2 separate regions of the Sus scrofa genome follow, and region 1 is linked to region 2. The links are chromatin contacts, called in public Hi-C maps. All regions are on one chromosome and are shown on one strand. Each heading gives the region's core, a stretch centred on a gene start, on an enhancer-like site or on the middle of the called end of the contact. The rest is flanking DNA. Distances are from core to core; before and after follow the strand shown. Region 1 holds the start of DMPK (myotonin-protein kinase). Region 2 holds the start of EML2 (echinoderm microtubule-associated protein-like 2).

What was found. Hi-C and Micro-C count contacts between places; a contact is called where the count stands out from the background.
Region 1: a Hi-C map of embryonic fibroblasts shows a contact between it and region 2, with 1.7 times the contacts expected there. The contact joins the promoter of DMPK here to the promoter of EML2 in region 2. A contact is called at or near these places in 3 of 5 promoter capture datasets (fetal liver, fetal skeletal muscle and liver), 16 of 47 Hi-C or Micro-C datasets (alveolar macrophages, brain, embryonic fibroblasts and 10 more) and 1 of 2 datasets of contacts at active chromatin or transcription factors (skeletal muscle).

The regions. Positions count from the first base shown.
Region 1 is chr6:52,107,664-52,112,823 of Sscrofa11.1, forward strand. DMPK (myotonin-protein kinase) reads right to left here and starts at 3,159. Exons shown (of 14, transcript XR_002344695.1): 1 at 2,098-3,159. It overlaps DMWD (dystrophia myotonica WD repeat-containing protein), which reads right to left. Exons shown (of 6, transcript XM_021094582.1): 5 at 4,446-4,520; 6 at 3,562-4,119. The coding sequence ends at 4,072. LOC110261014 (a long non-coding RNA gene) reads left to right here and starts at 3,116. Exons shown (of 2, transcript XR_002344699.1): 1 at 3,116-3,243; 2 at 4,786-5,049.
Region 2 is chr6:52,010,830-52,015,562 of Sscrofa11.1, forward strand. EML2 (echinoderm microtubule-associated protein-like 2) reads right to left here and starts at 2,564. Exons shown (of 22, transcript XM_021094571.1): 1 at 2,231-2,564. The coding sequence starts at 2,402.

The DNA.
Region 1 (5,160 bases), core at 1,909-4,408, 97 kb after region 2:
CAGGAGATGAGAACCGAGAATAATAGGGACTGACCCTGGAGGCAGGAGCCAGCCCCACCCTCTGTCCCCAGTCTCCCCTCGCCGCCCCTCCCCTTTGGACTGTATGCCTCCTAAGGTCTCCACATAAACGTTACACGAGGTCTGCGGAACCCAGAACTGCCCGCAAACAGAGAGAGGTGGGATGCCTGGGAACCCCTTTCTGGGGTTCTTGGGGGCGTAGGATGGAAGGGTGAGATAATAAGTCCACCAAAGGGAGGCCCTGAAGGACAGAGAAGAAATGAGGCCTAGTTTCCTGGGTTTCAAGCCCCTACTGCTGGTGACCCGGCCCACCCCCCAGGTCTCTCACTCGGTCTGTCCTGGACTGTGGCCCAGAGCATGCAGTTTAATCCAGCACCTCCAAGCTCAGATGCAGGTGGCTCTTGGGCCACACTTTGGGAAACCCTGAGTGAGACCGGGGCTGGGAGAAGGTATGGGAGTCCCGGCTCCAGGGCTGCAGGAGTGGTCAAGTGTTACCTCCGCGCTTTAGACCGCAGGGGGAGGCTTTCCTATCACCCCTACCTACAGCAGGGGAACCAAAGCCCAGACAGCGAAGTCCTCTGCCAAGGTCCTAGGCTAGCGATGTTACAGAGGGTGGTCTGGGAGGGGGAAGCAGGGTGGAGGCAGGAGATGGGCTGGGGGAGAGGGAGGCCTGGACTCCTGTGGGTGGGAGAAGCAGGGAGCTGCAGAGGAAGGAGGGAGGGAGCAAAGGGTACAAGCAGGGCCGAGGGAAGAGACAGTGGGTTACGGAGAGGGTTGGGGGTTCGAGGAGAGTGGGCCAGCAGGGCGGCAGCAGCCAGGGCCCGGGATGGGGGAGGGAGGAGAGCGCCAAGACATTGAGCCCTTTTAAGGCAGCGGGAACCCAGGCCCCCTCCCCCGCCCAGGCGGCCTGGCAGGGGAGGGGCCGCAGGACGCTGCTCGGGCCACAAAAGGAGTGCTCCTTACAGGAGAGCTAGACTCTAGCCCCCACCTCAGGTCTCGGGTTGTCCTGCCAGTCCAACTCCATCCTCTGCAGAAGGGGGGCTGAGAGAGTTACTAAGGGCTGGGGGTGTGTGGGGAGAAGGTTCTGCCAGAGGCCTAGTAGTCTCGCCCTTGGCCTCCACCTTCCCATCTGCAAAATGGGAAGAGGAAGAGGAGCAGGGCCTTGGGCAGAAAGAGATGGACCCAAGAAAAGAGGGAGCGGGCCAAGGTGGAGAAACGAGACAGGGACACAGTGCCTAAGGACCAAGAGCAAGCCACTGAGGGACAGGCTAGTGGAGGGAGAGAAACCCGGGCGAGCCTGAGTCCTGGCCCAGGAGGGGGTGGGGGGAGACAAGGTAGGAGACTGAGGCTGCAGCAACTTCCCTGTGGACCTATCTCCAGGAGGAGACTTGGCCAGAAGGGACTCTTGGGTGGAGGGGGCAGCATGGAAGCTACAGAGAAGGTGGGCCCACCCACAAGAACCCTAAATTGTTCCTCCTCCAACCAGGGGGTAGAGGAGGTGCTGGGTGGTGCCTGTCTGTAGAGCTGGTTCCCCGCCCCCCACCCCAGGGCCTGCCTGAGTCACCGCACCCTCCCAGGGCCTGGGCACCTGTTGGAACAGCTGGAGAAGCTGGCGCCGAACACCTGCCGGCCGGCCACACCCCTGGCAGCTGCCCCGCGCTGTCCCCTCTGCTTGCCCCTACGCTCAGGGAAACCAGGGTGGAGGGCTATAGAGCCTATTTTGGTGGTGGGGGGGAGTCCTAGGAAACAGGGTTCCCCATCTGTCCCTAGGCCTCGGCTCAAGGAGGGGGTGCTGGGGGACCAGGAGAGACTGTGCCCAGTCCAGCCTACCATGGCTCCCAACTCATGGTTCTGAGTCATGGCTGCCTGCCCTCTGGTGACCCCACTCTGCCCGGCCAGGGTGGCACTGGGGAGAAATGTGCCACCCCAAGACCCAGGCCCAGATGCTGGGCCCCTCAGTGGGAGGCTTTCCCCATGCCCATCCTGCATCCAAAATCAGTCCCTGCACCCAGACCCGCCTTCTCCCTCTGCCCTGCCTCCTGCCCTCAACGTGGGGTTCCCACAAAGGTAAGCACTCACCCCACTGCAAGAAGTCGGCCACATACTTCTCCTGGGCCAGGTCGGAGGCGCCCAACTCCTGGTGGACACCCAGGAGAAGGTCAAGCAGGGGCTCCAGCCCCAGGAAGCCGGGGTCCAGCACCAGCTGCTGAAGCCGCCTCAGCCGCACCTCGGCTGACATGACGGGCAGGCAGCACCATGGCCCCCTCCCCGGGCGGGGGGCTCAAGGTCCTCCTGTCATGGGGCCTGGAAGGCCCCGTCCAGACCCTGGGGCCCTGGCCGCATGTCTGCCTGTCCCTGGCTGTCCCCTGGGCCTCTCTGGCCACTTCTCTCTGCTGGCTGCTAAGGCCTCCTCCCCTTCTCCCCACCCCTTGGTCCAGCCCCCTCTAGCCTCCCAGCCTTAACCCCTCACAAGCCAGGCCCCCCCAACTCCCTCCTTCCAGGCCCCTCGGAATGCTTCAGTGTCAGATGGGGGGGGGGGTTAGAGAATCTCAACCCTCAAACTCCCCTCCGCCAGAAAAGGCGGAGCCCAGTGGAATACCATACAGATGCCAAGGATGAGCCCTCCCATTTCCCAGAGGGGACCAATTGAGGCTCAGAGTGATCTGGTGACACCCCTCCCAAGCTCTGGAGTTGGGAGGGAAGAAAAAGGGTTGAGGCCTGGGGAAGGGAGGCAGGAGGCCAGGGCAGCTTTGCGGGTGACTCAGCCAGGGATTCAGACTTTGGGACGGTTTAAATTTAGCCCTCAGGCCCTCTGCTTTACGCTGACTTTTTTTTGGCAGGAGGTGGGGAAGGGGTGGTGAGAGAATCGGGAAGGGAGGCCCTCAGGAGCCAGGACCAGGGGTGATCAACTGGACAAAGCCTGGGGGAGGCAAAGGAGCCCCCAAAATAGCTCCTTGGACTCTGGCCGCACAGCCACATTCCTGCCCAGGCTAGGATTAGAAACAGAAACATTTCGGGGGGTGGAGGGCGGAGCGGGGAGACACCAGTCCCTGAGGCTCCGGAGAGCCAGCCAGGAGGGATTTTCATTGTCCCTTCCAGAGTGGACAGTTTTCCCGAAGGGAACCATGGTCTCTGGCTGGCCCTGGAGACCTGGGCTTGGCCAAGGCTGGTGCCTGCCGCGCTCACTCTGGGCACCACGGGAGCTGTCTGAAGGACCCTGTCTGGGTAGGCCCCCGTGCTATCTCATTCGCACACTTGGCACCAACTTTTAAAGCTAAGGACGACTTTGAAGGGAGGACGGGGGGCAGGGACGCCTGTCTCTATCCAAAGGGCCTTGTCTGGGGGTGGCCAGGGACAAATGGACCAGCCGAGTGCCTGGTGCGTGTCCCTCCTCTGGCCTTCAGTGTTTCCTGCCATCAAAAGGGGGTGGGGGGAGGAGGGGCCGGGCCTAGGCTCTTCCTCTGGATACAGTGGGTTGATTCTAGAACTGCTGCGAAAGCACACACACACTTCCTCCGCGCCTCTGCAGAAGGGAACAGAGACGCTGTGAAAACAGGGAACTTTAGTATAAATAAGAGGTTCTGGGGGAGGGGGTGCCCCCAAGGGGCTTCCATAATTTAACACTCTTCAAAAGCACAAACAACAGCAGGGGCGGGGACCAGGGGAGGAGTAGGCCACCCCCTGCCCTGCCCACAGACCGAGGGGCACACTGCAGAGCTGGGGCTCTCGTGGATGGGGAGCTTCTCTCCCAGGAGTGACCAGTCACATGCTGGGGACAGGGATGAGGCTAACACTGATGTTTCAGAGGAAGGGGTCATTGTACTTGGCAGTGGGTGGGGACAAGGCTGAGGCCACATGGGTCACTACATTCCCCCCAGTGTCTGGGCCAGGCTGAGGGACCCTTTGCCCCCCATATTTGTGCAGAGTGGGGGACTGGAGCAGTCCATCCGTCATGGTTAGTCTTGTTAACACGTTGATCCATGAGGTCAGCGGGGAGGGTTACAGCTAGGAGGCTGGGGGCGTGGGGTAAGCGCCTCCCCGACATCCACGGCTTCACACCACTGTGCCGCTGGGGGAGTTGCCTGGTTGGGAAGAGATGCCCTGGGGGAGATGAGAGGGGAGACGGGGAGTTAGAGACCACATGGGCCGGGCTCTCGACAGTCCCCAGGGGAGGGAGCTGCCACCCTGGCCTTGCTCTTCAGTCTGCCCTGGAACCCCCCAGACAGAAGCCGCTGCTCTAGGCCTGGGAACTTACATCTCAGTGCCAGCAGGCGGCACTTTTATACAATAATTAAAGCCTTTGGGTGATCCTGAGCAGAGAGGATGGGGGAGAGGGGAGGCAGGGAGGAGAGGGGGGAACGGAGGTCCTTTTCTGACTGGGGGGGGCGCTGAGATTCTGGGGGGGGAGAACTTAGGGACAGTCCTACCTCTACCACTGACTTGCTGGGTGACCTGGGCCAACTTCCTTCCCCTGTCTGGGCCTCCGTCTCCTCGTCTGTGAACTAGGGAGACAGAGGGGTCACTTTCAGGATTTACCACATTCCCCAAATGCCAAAGGCCCTGCCTTGGAGATTGTGCTTTAAGTTCTAGGGATTCAGGAGCCTATAATCCCGAAACTACTCTTCCAGGGAACCAAGGCACAGCCCTCGGATCTGGCATCCTGGGCCCCTGAGCCCAAACCCTGAGGAGATATCTGAGACCACAGTTCCAAAGTCAAAAGGCGTGAGGTCCATACCTTACCTAATGGGACCTTTTTGAACCCCACAGCCACCCCAGAAAATGGGCACATCCGCCCACTACCCATCTTCAAGTTTCCCAAAGAAGTGACAAAGGTCATAAAGAGGTGGCGACGTGCTCAAGGCCACAGAGGGAGCAGAAGTACCAGTCTGGGCCCTGAGGCTGAATTCCACAGCTCATGCCTCCAGCAGTGGACTCGGATCCCAAGAGGCTGAGACTCGGTCTGGAAGCCAGACCCACAGGTGCAATCCTGCCCACAGAGCTTGACCCACAGTATTAAAAAAAAAAAATGTCACCATTCCGCTAAGAGCCAGCCAGGCTGGGCCCACAGGAAGCCCTGCCAGTAGCTGGCCATGGTCTCCACCACTCCCAGGAGTCCCTTACACTGGATCCACTCTCTGCTGA
Region 2 (4,733 bases), core at 1,314-3,813:
ACGGAACACGACTAGTATCCATGAGGACGCGGGTTCCATCCCTGGCCTGGCTCGGTTGGTTAAGGATCCCGCGTTGCCATGAGCTGTGGTGTAGATTAAAGACGCGGCTCCGATCCAGCGTTGCTGTGGCTGCGGGGGTAGGCCTGCATTCGACTCCTAGCCTGGGAACTTCCATATGCCGTTAGTACGGCGCAAAAAGACAAATAATAACAATTTTTATAAAGTGTTCGACCCTGGAGCCTGCTACAAGGACAGGGTTTCAGCGGCCCCTGGCGGCAGATTTGCGAGGTGCAGGCAGCACATCAAAGACCCGAGACCCATGGAAGGAAGATAACCCCGGAGATCTGACACTCAAACTCTCTCCCCCAAACGGAGCTTTCCCCCTGTTTCCCTTCCTTATTTTCCCTAATTTATTTAGCTTCTGTACCCCACGCCCCTGTTTCCAGGCCTGGGGTGTAGCCAAATAACTCCTCCTCCATCTCCCGCCGCCTCGCGCCCCCCACCCCCCCGCACATTTTCCCGAAGTGGGAGGAGCAGAGGACCAGGGTGGTCCCCACCTTTCCCAGACCACGCATACCCAGACTCATTGCTGGCAGTAACTGAGGAAGACCTGGCTCCGAGTTGATGGGAAGTAAAGGTGGTAGCATTAACGGGAACAGGGCATGGAGGCACCTGCCATCCCGTGTCCGTAGGCCGCCCCGCCCTGCCGCTGGGCTCCGCAGTGCAGCCGTCTGTCCCTCCCCCTCACCCCGCGGCCCAATCGTCTGCCCGGCCCTGCCTGCCCTGCCCCCCACACAGTGCCTCTCTGGTCCGGTGCCTGGACCTGCATTAGAAGGTGGGGGCCTCTGGGGATCCGAGGGAGAGAGCCAGACATCAGGACTCGGAACTTATAAGAGGAGTAATCTCAGGGTACTGTTGCGAAAAAGGAAACTGAATCGGAGGTTGGGGGAGTGCGTAGAGACTCCCCAGAGGTCACACAGCCACGAGGTGAAGTACAGGAGGGTACAATCACGTCGATGTGCCAAGACCCCTCTTAGCTACTATTAATAATACTACCCCAAAGTGAGATCTGATATAGGGAGCTTACATGTGGCAGGCGCTCTTCTTGCAAAACGTTTAACACCTTACCTGGCTCTTCTATGTGCTCAGTAAATCTGGAATATAATTAACTGCTACTATGGTACCCAGGACACCCAGTAACTCTAGTAGCTGTGGTGTTTTACCCATTTTAGGAGGAGAGAAGTTGGAAGGGGACTGAGGCCCAGAGAGATGAAATTACTGGTGCATGGACACACAGCCTTTCAGCAGTAAAACATGTACCTGACCCAGGCTTAGGCACCTGTTAGCCTGCCCATGAGAGGGCAGAGGAGGACAAAATGAGCATTCCGGTCCTCTGCTAACTCCAGTGGTCCCTGACACTGGGGTGCGTACCCAGGGGAATAAGCCTGCAAATGCAAGACAGCTCTTCTCAGGGACCCCCTGAGTGAAATAGAGAAGCTTTCTCCTTGGCCCTTCAGCACCCATCCAGAGAGCCAGCCGCATTCTGAGGCCTTGGCCTGCCCACCCCCCACCCACATTGACTCAGGTCCTCAGCTCCCTCCTGACCATTCCCAGCCCTTTTGCCCAGAATCCGGCCCCCACTTCCCACTTCTCCTCCCGTCCCTCCTCCCCTCTGCCTCCAGCTCCCCTCACATGGGCCTGACACCCACAGTGGCCCTTCTTGCATCACACCCATTTGTTAGGGAGAAGGGGTGAGTCCTAATGGGTGGGATGGGCGGGGCCTGAGGATTTGGGGGCTATAGCAGAGGCAAAGTCCTCTGGTCATCCTTCCTGGTCCCACACCCAGCCCACAAGCCAACACTAAATGCCACTCTCCCCCTAATGTGTCCCTCTGCCAGGGAGAAGGGGGAGGGTCCCAGAGCAATGAGAGGGGATAGGGAGGGCAGAGTTCCAGACCTTCAGGCCTCTCCTCCTTCAACCCCAGTCTCCCGGAGGTTCTGCCCCTTCTCCCGGTTCAGCCACCTCCGAAAAAGGGGAGGGCCAAAGAGCGTGGAGGACAGGGATCAGGGCTTTGGGGATCAGGGACTTTGCTCTGGGGTCAGGGTCCTGCTGGGGAGAAAGGAGAATCTTCAGCAAGCGGCAAGGATGGGGATTTGGAAGAAGGTTGGGGCAAGAGGCGATAGGTCGAGCCCTGGGCGGGGCCAGGGTTGGAACTGAGGAGGGGTCTCACCGTTGCAGTACTGAAGCAGCGAGGATGTGTCGTAAAGGCCGCAGAAGGCCGGGCCGCGCTCCGCCATCACCCCGCCACAGCCACTGCCGGCCCCCCCGGCCCCAGCTCGGGCCCGGTCTTCCCCCCCAGGCCCTGCCTCCCGTTGCCATAGCAACGCCCTTCGTTCCAGCATCCCGGGCTTTGCCCGCCCGGCGGCATCAGGCGGCCGGCGCCGGGCCTGGCACCGGGGTCATCCCCCAGGATGCCCAGAAAGGGGGGATCGGGACACCTCCTGCCAGGCCCCCCAACACAATCCTCAGGCCGGGATTGGTTGAGCTGAGATCCCCCTCGGTACTGTCTGGTCCCGCCCACAACAGGCGCGTATTCTCTCTAGACCCCTTCCTCGCCTGTTCAGGACCAATGAGAACCTGTCGCGCAGGCCCCTCAGCCAACAGGGATGCAGAAGGATTGGAAGGGGCAGGGCCTTCTCTGCTTTTCAGCCTGAAGCGTAGCCCCTGGCTTTTAGAGGAAGCTAAGGTGGGAGAAGACACTTCCATATTTGCCCAAACCTCCCTCATCTTTTTCTGGATTTTCGAAAAATCCCCCTTGCAAGACGAGAGCCCGACCCTAAAGCCTCAAATCCACCTAGATATCCACTAGCTCCGCCCTGGAACTCTTATTCAAGCCTATTTCTTAGAGCTCTTGTTTATTCTATCTGTACCCGCCCCCGGGGTGCTAAGCTCCACCCCCAGAATCCCGCCGGGAGCTAAAGTTCCATTCCCGCCCCCAGAGCCTTTGGCACCGCCCCCTAAGCATCTCAGGAGGATGGTACTTAGTCCAGCAGCCTTGACCCGGCCTCCGGATAGAATTGGCTCGACCCCTGGAGTTTAGATCCCTCCCCCCAAGTCTCTTAGTCCCTCCTTAACCTTTCCTTCCACTTCTTTATCCGCAGCCCCAGACCATTAGCTCCTCCCTTACAGCCTTCATCTTCCACAACCTTATTATCCAGTCCGGGTTTTGACGCAGGCACAGCTGTGATGCCTGGCCGGCTGGCGGTGTCAGTCGGAGCAGTCTCGGAAGCTGGAGGAAGAGGGGAGGGTACAAAACCTGACAATGGATTTAAAGAATACTGGACCACCTTCCCCAAGTCCCCACTGAAGCTCAACCCCTAGAAGTGACCCAGACCGTGCTTTATAGGCAGGAGCCCAAAGCAGAAAAGACTTGCCTTTGACACAGGCAGACCTTGGAAGCCCAGGGCTTTGAAACCAGATTGACCTGGGTTTGAATCCTGACTCCACCACTTTCTGGTTGTGACCCTGAACCTGTTTCCACATCCGGAAAGTGTGAGGTCATATCGTTTAACAGTGTTTACTGGGAGTTCCGTTGTGGCTCAGCAGGTTAAGAACCAGACTAGTATCCATCAAGATGCAGGTTCAATCCCTGGCCTCGCTCAGTGGGAGCATTGCCACATGCTGTGGTGTAGGTCACAGATGTGGCTCATACCTGACCTTGCTGTGGCTGTGGCATAGGCCTGCGGCCATGGCTCCCATTGGACCCCCTAGCTGGGAACTTCCATGTGCCTCAGGTGCAGCCCTAAAAAGACAAAAAAAAAAAAAAAAAAAAGTTTACTGAGTGCCTCGTATGTGCCAAACTCTGTTCTAGGTCCTGGAGTGTCAGTAGCAAGTCAGCCCCAGAGTATTCTCTCATGGACCTTGCAGTTGGTACAGATGGTAAACCAAAACAGACAAAACAAATAACACCAGCTAACACTTATGGAGCACTGCTATGTGCCAAGCGCTTAGTTGTCTTCACCACAAGCCCTATTTTCATCACCATTCTACAGATGAAGAAATAGGCACGGAGCCAGTAAGATAATTTCAGCCCTTGGCATTACAGAGATAAGGCGAGTGATATGGTGAAAGATGAGAGGATGAGGCAATTTAGGGAGACCGGGGTCACTGAGGAAGTGACATTTGAGCTGAGAAGTGAGTGACAAGCATGAAAGAATCACACATGGACGGGAGGTGGGAGGTAGCTTTTCAGGCAGAGGGAAGAGTAAGTACAAAGGTCCAGAGGCAGCTGTGACTTTGGCATATTCCTGGGGCAACGAGAACAACAGTGAGGATGGAGCTGTGGAGGAAGAGGAGAGCAGGAGATAGATGACGTCAGGGAGGTAAGAGGACCTCCAGGGCTGCGGGAAGATGTTGGCCGTTTGTCACTGTATCCTCCATGAGCCCCACGGAGGCCACAGGTGTAAATCGCACATGAGTACAGCACCTGGCACACAGTAGGCACACAGAAATGATAGCAGCCCCTATGCATTTCCCAGGGCACACCTACTATGTAAGATCAATAATGGGTTCCAAGCGATGACTAAATTAGATGTGGGCCACTATCATGCTCTGATCACAGGTAATTTTGTTACTGATAGAAACAAAGCAAGGGAGGTCTCTCAGAAAACTAAATATTGAACTACCATAAGATCCAGCAGTCCCACTCCTGGGTATAAATGGACGAAACTTTC